2 separate regions of the Siniperca chuatsi genome follow, and region 2 is linked to region 1. Evidence: chromatin contacts called from public Hi-C data. All regions are on one chromosome and are shown on one strand. The core of a region is the stretch at or near the end of the contact, and the rest is flanking DNA. Distances in the headings are between cores, read along the strand shown. Region 1 holds the start of camk2d1 (calcium/calmodulin-dependent protein kinase type II delta 1 chain). Region 2 holds the start of si:dkey-219e21.4 (E3 ubiquitin-protein ligase TRIM62).

Region 1 (4,905 bases), core at 764-3,263:
GTAAAGTGGAGCCATTTGGACTTGTCATAAAGACGTCAGTAATGTTATAAGGCCAGTTCGACAACAGAGTACAGTACAGAGGTGATTTAATGGAGTTTCCTGATGAACAGTTAGCTAACCTTGTTGCTAAAGTAACGTTAGCTAACCTAACCACATTGGTGGTGGTTGAGGTGAGTTTCCCCCCTTCACTGTGAAGCACTTTGGGTATCAAGATAAAACACGAACATTATATAAATGTAATCCATTATTATTATTATTATTATTATTATTATTATTATTATTATTATTATTAATAGAACCACTAACTGCTGCTAAGTGTAACTGTCAGCTGCTGTTAGCTAGTTAGCTCGGTTAGCCCCATGCAGCCAACTATTAACTAGCTGACTCAGCCTCTGGATCCCTGGAGGCAAACCCGGCTAGAAAACCACTTCGGTACTGTATTCCCTGTCAAACTGGCCACCGTCCGTCTCAGAGTGTAATGAGTGCAGTATTACAAATTTTGAGTTTGTTCATTTTGTCATTGACCACCACAAAATATAGTGAAAACTAAATAGCACGCTAGTAAGTAGTAGAACTGTAGTCCAGAGCAGACTCTAGGTCTTCAGAAAGGTAGCTAGTGTAGCCTATATTAAATGTCATTATTAATGTTAGTATTTGTTATCATTTCTCAGGTCAGCCAGCAACACGAGAGAACAGGCATCCGACACAGCAAAAAGCAGTAGTCAGAAAAATGAAATGTAATTTAGGCAGTAGTGTTGCAGGCAGAACAGCAGGGACGACCCAATAAAATGTCGGCGCTGGCCTTAGCCCCAGACCTGGTCAACTCCAACTAACGGCCCTGGGTATATGTAACGTGTAGGTGCACAAAAATCAGTCCTTGACATCGTAGGAGAAGCAAAATTGCTGTGAATTTGAATGCGCTGTTAATATTAACCCTTCGCATATTGCAAAAAGGGCGGAAACTTGTGCAAACACAGTCCAAATTACTAAGACACACATTCAGTTTCTTATATACATAAGGTTTTCATCATAGTCTAGCTTAAGGTGGGCTTTATGTCACCACAGCTGATTGAGAACGAGATGGGTGACCGGTTCCCCGCTGACCTAACACCAACACCAAATTTCATCCACATTTCTGATATTTTTACTTGCCTGACACGTTGCCAGAGGTATATGCTCGCTGGAGCATGATTTAAGATTAATGACAAATTAGCATGTGCCACTTTTATATTCGGCATGCATTCCAAGGCACTCAGCAGTGTTTCTTTTAAAACTTTAAACTTTTTTCAATTGGTACGCCAGGCATTATCAAATCATTCTTCCTCCAAAATACACGCTAATGGGCGTTAGCGAGCAGGGACAAACGATTCAAAAAGTTGAGAGAAAAATGAGATTAAAGGAAGTATAAAATATAAGACCTCGGGGTTAAATAAGGAGTCTAATATTTTTCACGTTCGCGCCCTTCGTTGATAACCAAGGTACAAGTACAAGATTTCTGAATGGGAGTTGGAGTGACGTCCTACCCACACCCGCTAACTCAACATATCAAGGTAGACACAGGTAGGCGGAGGTCTCTGAGGTTTCGGTCAATCTAAACACCAATAATAAAAGCAAAGGGCAATTAAGCTTGACTTTCAATGAAAATGTCGAATAAAAAGTGTTATAAAATGAAGAGAACTTACTTCCCCAGCTCCTCGTACAGCTGGTACTCATCGGTAAACCTGGTGCAGGTCGTTGAAGCCATGTTAAGGTGAGCAGAGGAGATCGACTTGGGAAACTGAAAGCCTCAGTCGCTTTAATACTCTCCACAAATCCTTTCCCCTGTGTCCCAAAGTGCCACTTGTCGCGTTTTGGAGTAGAAAACAAAAGCAAACTTAGGGACGATTTAGTAATGACTCGTGAACGCCGCTCTTGCCGGATTCTGTTCGCAGACCCCGGTTACTCCTGGAGTTGACTGGGACGTCGCGACCTGCTGTTGTGTTTGTCTCGACACTGACACTAGCATTAGTTGGCCGCAGTCAAGAGAGACCAATTATAGACTATCACTCATCCGGTGGTGAAATTTCAAAATAAAACCCTAAATAACACGCATTTTCTATGGTCTGTCTCTTAGGCACATTTAGTTGAATTTGGGATATATTTTAAGGGGAAATCTGAACTTTGTTCTTCCTTTGTGTTTTTGTCAAGCCCCTTGTAAAGCCTTCTATCGTGTAAAATACACAAGTTATGTTTGTTTAAAATTCATTTTGCTACTTTTTTTTGGTAATTTAAAATGCTGCAAAACTAAATATAACATTAAAGGAAGAGTGTGTTGCCCACAGAAAAGTATCAGGAACATCTGACAAAATGAAAACTAGTCAACTTTTTATCGATCGAGTCAGAGGTTTTTACCTTTAGAGCACCTCAACTTTGTTTTTTTACATGGACCTGAGAATTATAAATGTACTTATCATGGTGGAACATATTTTGTAGTTCTCTACCACAGCTGTATCATGATGAGTTTAATGCTGATTACGTAAGTAACACTATTAGAATCTGCTATTGTTAACATTTTATACAGAAGTTCAAGATCTTTATTTCCAAGTCAAACACATTCAAGAAAATGCATGCATTCCATATTCCTTACTTATATTATATTGAAAAGCAGTTATAAAAAGACACTAATATTCAAAATGTATTCATCTTCATCATCGTTATATCATGTTGTCAACTACGGAAAAATACATCTTCAAATAAAATGTATAATCACGTGGACGTAAAAGTTTTGTACAATTGCGTACTTTGAGCTTGTGCACTACTATGTATATATAAATATTTAAAATTAATTTTATTTTTAATCATGTTATTTACCTGGTACTTGGTCACTAAATGATGTACCAAACACTTTTCTCCATGTGGCAAACTCAAATACTTTATTTTATTTTATTTTGGAGGTAAAATAACTTAACATCCGTTGTTTTCTTGGTATGCGGTGTCTAACTTGATACAAATGAATTTCTTCTCAGCGCTTCCTCGTTGAAAATGCTACACAGGGGCTCCATCTAGAGGCAGCAGCGTTGACCTACTACCATACGTCTGGAATTGGAGCTGAGAATGTGAGGCACCTCTCGAGCCTGTCAAAAACCCGCCGAACCGCATTGTCATAAACACAAGGTCCCACCACCCACTGCTGTTTTTGGTTTTGTTGATGAGATCGACACCATCCAGTAAAGTCAGAAAAAAACGTATCTAACTGAAAGAAAGAGACTCTAGTCTTGATTGTTTTCCTCCAAGAATTACAATGGAAACAATAAGTTTCAGACTGTAATTTAAATCTATACAGTTTGTTTTATTTCCAATAAACATTTTTCTCCCTGGTCATGCATGCTCCCCCTACAGTGGCTGTACGCCCGGGCTCTGCCCCACCGTTTGAGAACCACTGTGTAATGAGGGCCTTTGACAAGAAGGGAAAAAAATCACACTCAACTTCCCCTTACTAGCTTTTTCTGGAGCTTTCATGGACTACACAGTCTTCATTAGGGTTGCACAGTATTGATGCTACCAATACTAAGTCTTGTTTTGAGTATCGATACTAGCGACAGCTGCTCTAGCGCATCAGTTAATTTTGTTCGATTCTTCATTACAGTGACTAACTATCTGCTATAAATTCATTTTTGCTAGCTGCCGTTCTGTAGCTTAGCAGCTAGCAATGGCTTCTCTCTCTCCTCTCACTCTCCTGCTCTCTCTTGCTCGGTGTGTCTAATGTTTAGCTATTCCTCTGCCTCCTTTAGTGATAATGGTACATGTAATAAATGTAGTTTATATGCGAAACTTGGAATGTGAATTGGAAACGCTGTTCCGCACCATGGGAACTACTGTAGTTAGCCAGCCTCCAGTAGCCGGTGCGGACCGACCAGAGGTAGCTCCTGTTAGCCGTCTCCCGGCAGCTCCGGGCAATCTGGTATATGGCATTGAAATCGAACATTTAATAGTCTTTCCACATAATCCTTCATTATCGGACCATTATTTAATCCATTTTGAACTCCTATTACTGGACTACACACCATTAGGCAAAAACTCCTACACCAGATGTCTATCTGATAGTGCTGTAGCTAAACTTAAGGAAGCGATCCCATCTGCATTTAATTCAGTGTTATGTCTGAATATAACAGAGGACTCCTATGCTAGTTTCAGCTCCTCCCAGATTGATCATCTTGTTAATAGTGCTGCAGGCTCACTGCTAACGACTAACTCGACATGTTCTCTCTCTCAGAGTTTTGTGCTGTCTCGTCTCTCTCCTCTCTCCTGTCACTTTCAGGTATTTCTGCCTCCTGAGCTGCAGAGTCTGGATCTGTGATTGTGGAATTTGCATTGTGCTCCCCCCCTACAATGTTTGGCAAATCACTCACAATATTAAACATGATAGTACATTAGCTGTTTTCAATAATACAAAGTATTGGTATCAATATCAGTATTGGTGTGATGATTCTGGACCTGGTATTACTTGGTATTGGATCTGATGTCGTCTCCCCTAGTCTACATCAGCAGATGGAGTTTGCTCAGTTGTTATGGAGATAATAACTCAGGTCTCATCTCGTCACCTAAGCATGGAACTTTGGTCACACGATAACAGGTGGTTGTACATGAGGTTGAGATGGTAAGCATGACCCAAATCCATACTACAAACTAATTCTAAGCAGGCTCTGAGTCTTTTGTGGAGTTGCTAGCAGGTGGGAAAAAATACATTTTGGGTGGTTGTAAGACAGTTCCAGAAAGATATTTGAAAACAAAACAATTAGTATTAATTCTTGTCTAAGTCTAATTGGCAGCGACATTCCGGAGTCGCAGTTTGATTTATGTCTGATATGTATTGCATAATTTCCTCTTAGTATAAAACAGTAAAGTATGTTGATTTTTTGTACACTA
Region 2 (4,905 bases), core at 1,584-4,083, 210 kb after region 1:
ATTGATACTGCCATATCTGTGGTAAGATTATATCAGCCGGTGTGTCGGTCAGGCTCTGGATTAGAGCTGGCAGAGTACGTGTGCCGATACCTGTAGCCCTCCTCTTTGGGCAGGACAACGTCTCTGGGTGAAATATTAGTGAAGAGTCTGACAGGAGACTGCTTCCTGCCTGTCTTCCCATGTTTATACAGAGGATGGTTGTCATAATCCACCTGGTTGGAAACAAACCAAATATTTACTTCACAGTTTATAGTCCACAAGGAAACATGTAGCCTCTGAATGAAGTTGTTGGAGACCTACAGCCCGGTCCAGAAACCTCCTACAGTCAATATTGAAATATTGATCTAGGATCACTGCGCAAATCCACTACAGCGTTCCCATTCATAATCATAACCCTTTATCGACTCGTACAAATACTGGGGAAAGTAGTAACAAAAGAGCCAGGTTGAATTTGATTTAAATAACATTATCAAGAACACAACCTGCAATGGAAGAAACTGGGAAAATGAAAAATGCAAGTTGAACTGCCACAGCTTTTATATGAGACACAAAGCTGTCCTGCTATATTAACCGTGAACTTGAGAGAAGATAGGCTTCGTCATATTTTGGATTTGACTGATGAGAATAACCAGTTTTTCATCTTTTCTTCCATGTCAAAAGTCTGCCCATCTTGAACCTTTAATCTTGACAGCCCTGCAGCATCAGAGCACTCTTGTATCTTCATCGTTCCCAAGTGGATCCGATCCCCAGACCGTCTCCACAGCAGACATTTTGTCATAGTAGGCAAAGCTCAGGTGTCACTGATAACATTAACGATGGCTGTTTCAGTAATGTTTCAATGCATTGAATTATGTTTTTGGTTACACCTGTGTTTGACAAGTCAAAATGTCTGCTGTGAAAAAAGGCCTATTCAACTTTAGTTTCCCTCTACATCTTATCTCCTGGTCATGTGCAACCACTGTCCCGCTTTCTGTCGGCGGCCTCATCCTGCTGATTTATTTCCCTGTGGCGTTGCAGTCTGTGGATCAGGTGTTTAAATGAAAAATAAGGTGCTGGAGATGTACAACTAAATCCCACATGGGTACTGTGCTGCATGAATCCTGACAGTCTCTAAAGCTGTTTTTAATCAATATTTATCTGCTAATTAAGTCTTTTATGAATCAATAGCTGAAAGTGATGCACTGCCAGTATACCTGGTAGTCCAACATGGTGAATGAGGGGAGACACTCCAGGATGCGAGGCTCAAAGAAATATGGGAAGATCCACATCATGGGCATGTCAGCGTTACCGCTGTCTGCACACAGAAACACATGGATGTTAGCTTCAAACACTGGACTTGGGGTTCTTAATTTAAAATAGAAGTAGCAGAATCATTCATATTCATTCATTAATATTTTGTATTTTGACGTCATTTTGGTGGTATGAGAGGTTAAAGCTAGTCAACATTTTTATACGAACAATGGATCAAATGTGTAATGTGAAAGGGGTCACATACAGTGACAAACCCACGGAGAATTGTTACCCAACTCTGCAGTTTTCCTCATCTCTACAGAGCCGTTTAGCCTCTTTCAGTTCATTGTTTTGGTTTTACGGGCCGCAGATGTACTGTTTTTGTTCACCGCTCTCATCAGCCTTGTTTCCAGCAGCAGCTGATAAAGCCACTGTACACGAGCTGCTCAGCAGCAGACAGCAGACAGACACAGTTAGAGACTCGCTGGTGAACATAGTGGAGCATCTAGCTGCTAAAGAGCCAGCTATGTTTCTCAGGAGTTGGTGGAGACCAAACACAGAGCTAACAGAGAGCGAGAATGTTGGACACAAACATGACCTCAAATTAATGCGAATGTTGGTTCACTTCTGTGAGACGTGTGCATGGGCAACTGTTTGCTAACACATTACCGCAATAAACCTTTATACAATGATAATATGTCAATTATGTGTTTACGGCTTGTTCTGCTGCCAAAAATAAATTCATTCTACTTGAAAGTGTTGATCAACATTTAAATGACATGTTTCTAACCTACCACTCTCTCTTATTGTATTTTATGTATGGTATATACAATTTAATGTCCTCTATTGTGTTATTGTTTCGTATTTTTTAAAGATTCTATTTTCAGGCATTTTTGCCTTTATTTGATAGCTGCAGAGATCGACAGGAAAGGCGTGAGGATGGAACCCGGGCCGCTGCATTAAGGACTCAGCCTTAATGGTGCGCACTTTACCAGGTGAGCTACGGGGGCGCCCCTAATTGTTTTGTGGAACAGCAAAGATCTGAACTAAATGTACCAGGGAATTGAGCGGTCTTTGAAAATAATATATGACAAATGTAAAAGGATAAAACCTGAAACTCCACAGTGACACCGACCAGAACTCTGCAGCTTCCTCCACGTCTGTGAGATCTGAGAGAAACTATTGGCCAGAGGCTTCACCAGGCCGCCGAACGGAGGGTCAGCCACCACCACCACCTTCTCCCCGTCACACTCTCTGAGGAAGGCCCGCACCACTGCACTGGAAGCCTGACCAGAGACAGAGCTTTATTATACTGACCTGGAAGTCAAACACATGAAACAGAAATGCTTAACTCTTACCTCTCCATCAAAAAAGTGATGGTTGAACATGTTGTAGTGACAGAATTCATCCGGGCTGTAGAACTGAGCGTATCTGAAACAGAAATCGTGTTATTCAGCATTATAGAGTCAACATTCAGACGGCTTTCAAATGCAACAGATTGTCTTTAGTTCTGTTTCCTTTGTCTAATAACAGCAGGCTGGAAAACAAGAGCAAGTTTGAACTTATCCACTGTACGCACACACAAAGTTAGCCAACACTCAGTGGATCCTGAGGTGTGTATCCAGATAACGACGAGGTATCTGAGTGTGTGCTGCAGGCTCAAGCTTGTTAACACAGGAACACACCCTCTCTGCATTTCTACCCTGCACATTCTTCACAGAAACTAACTGCAGAGACACAGCACAGAGAGACCTTGGGTAAGAACTGCTAGAAAAACATTTAATAATGCTAAAAGAATACAATTTTTTTGGTCTGCATTTTATTTGAATATGCATAATGAATATACTGCTGTTAAAGCATGTGGAGGTCTAAAGAATGATTCCACAGTAAACAGGGAACCGTCTGACTGAAAGATGCATATATGCAAAATATGCTATTTTAAATGCTAAACCTACAGAAAGCTGTGAAAACGACTTTGTTTTTCAGTGGTTTGGTTTTAAGTAAATCTGCTGAGAAAATGAGACCAAGTCCCGGACGGGGTTTTTGCAAAACGCTTGGCATGGGCTCAGAACAGACAGCTTTTCACAGACTTCCCAAAAACCTGAAGAATTGGTTCCTCTACAGCTCAGGCAAATATACAGAAAATGCTTTGAACCATGCAAAAGGAGAAAATAGCTCAGGCAGAGCTTTAATACATGTTTGTTGTTTTGTTCAGTCCTCAGAAAAATGGCAGAAGAAGAGGCGTCATCTGTTGGTAATGGACAGTCCACAGCAGCTCAGTCGGCACAGGGTGGTCTTGCGGCGCCCTCTGCAGGCATCCACAGTGCACTGCAGGACGGACTGCGCTTCACTCCACTGGACTCCAGCGGTGACAGGGTTGTTCAGCCTTTCCCGCGGTCCCCAAAACTACAGAGGAAGTTAGCCAAAGCTGGACAGCTCTCGCAGGTAAACGGGAGTGTGGTGAAGCGCACGGAGCGGGATATTTTCCCAGCTTAGTGATGGGAATGATTTCACAAACCGTCTCAACTGCATGGACTCAGAGTCAGAAATGAAAATGAAAATGCTGTTGGAAATAGTTCATGTGAAGATGTAAAGAAACAGACCAATGAGGATACTACTGTGAGCCTTTTACTAATTACTAGTTCATCAGTTTTAAGTGTCCCCAGAAACGTCTGCTGCGTTCTGTGCAACATCCCGTGTGTGTTTCGTGTATCTGCTTTGTGTTTCTTTATGCTGGCTATTTATTGTCAAGGTGATGAAGATAATCTTCATTTTCTTGTGTTCAGTCTACAGGATTTGCTGTTGTTTTCTTAAAGTGCAAAAAGACATGATTAGTTGATTAATCAATCAGTAAATCAACATCATTAATCAGCAACTATTTGGATAATCAAATAATCTACTTTTATGCAAATACTTGTAACTGGCTGTAACTCCGTACTCTGCAGGAGCAGCTATCCAGACGTATGAAGGAGCTGCAGGCAGAGAGGTCCAAGACCGAGGCGCACATCCAGTCTCTGAAGAAACGCAAGGCGGATCTGTCTGTAAGTATGGGAGCACAAGCTCAATACTTCAAACAGTCACTAAGCACACATCAGACCACCAACAAGGAGCACTGCAAATAGGCTGATGACATATAGCATATAAAGTCCTTTGGTGTGTATTCAACATCTGACCCCGTGCCCTCCATGTTCCTCCCTGAAGAGGAGCACAGAGGCGATGAAGCAGCAGGTTCGAGAGCGCTTCGACAGCATGCGATGCACCCTGAAGCAGGACGAGCACGCCGTCCTCGACTCTCTGGAGCTGGACCTGAGACGGACCAGGACCAGACTGGACCAGGTTCTTAGGGACTGGAAACAACACCAGGACCAGGTCACTAAGAGAATCAGCAGCACCCAGAGAGCGCTGAGCAAGAGCCCCGCAGCAGAGGAAGACAGGAAGGTGTGATCCAGGAGCTGCACACTAACACTGTTTAAACAAACAGTAACTGTAGGTGTTTAATCAGTATTTCTGTTTGTGTCTCCTCCTCAGGGTCAGTCTGAGAATCTGAGGTAAAACACTGCACCGTTACGTTTTCAGATCTACTTCAGACCTCTCGGCCTCATTATAATATAATCTCTGTGCTCACTCTCGCAGTCCAAAGAAGCCAGATGCCTCTGAGAAGGAAATCCGACTGGA

What was found. A called contact is a pair of places that touch in the nucleus more often than the background predicts.
Region 2: a Hi-C map of skeletal muscle shows a contact between it and region 1, with 2.9 times the contacts expected there. The contact joins the promoter of si:dkey-219e21.4 here to the promoter of camk2d1 in region 1. A contact is called at or near these places in 2 of 3 Hi-C or Micro-C datasets (liver and skeletal muscle).

The regions. Positions count from the first base shown.
Region 1 is chrLG22:3,798,769-3,803,673 of ASM2008510v1, forward strand. It overlaps camk2d1 (calcium/calmodulin-dependent protein kinase type II delta 1 chain), which reads right to left and starts at 2,014. Exons shown (of 18, transcript XM_044183262.1): 1 at 1,683-2,014. The coding sequence starts at 1,744.
Region 2 is chrLG22:4,011,214-4,016,118 of ASM2008510v1, forward strand. It overlaps si:dkey-219e21.4 (E3 ubiquitin-protein ligase TRIM62), which reads left to right and starts at 2,834. Exons shown (of 7, transcript XM_044182839.1): 1 at 2,834-2,987; 2 at 3,446-3,675; 3 at 4,176-4,271; 4 at 4,432-4,668; 5 at 4,759-4,778; 6 at 4,864-4,905. The coding sequence starts at 3,457. zcchc4 (rRNA N6-adenosine-methyltransferase ZCCHC4) reads right to left here. Exons shown (of 13, transcript XM_044182838.1): 6 at 2,589-2,661; 7 at 2,366-2,516; 8 at 1,194-1,294; 9 at 91-212.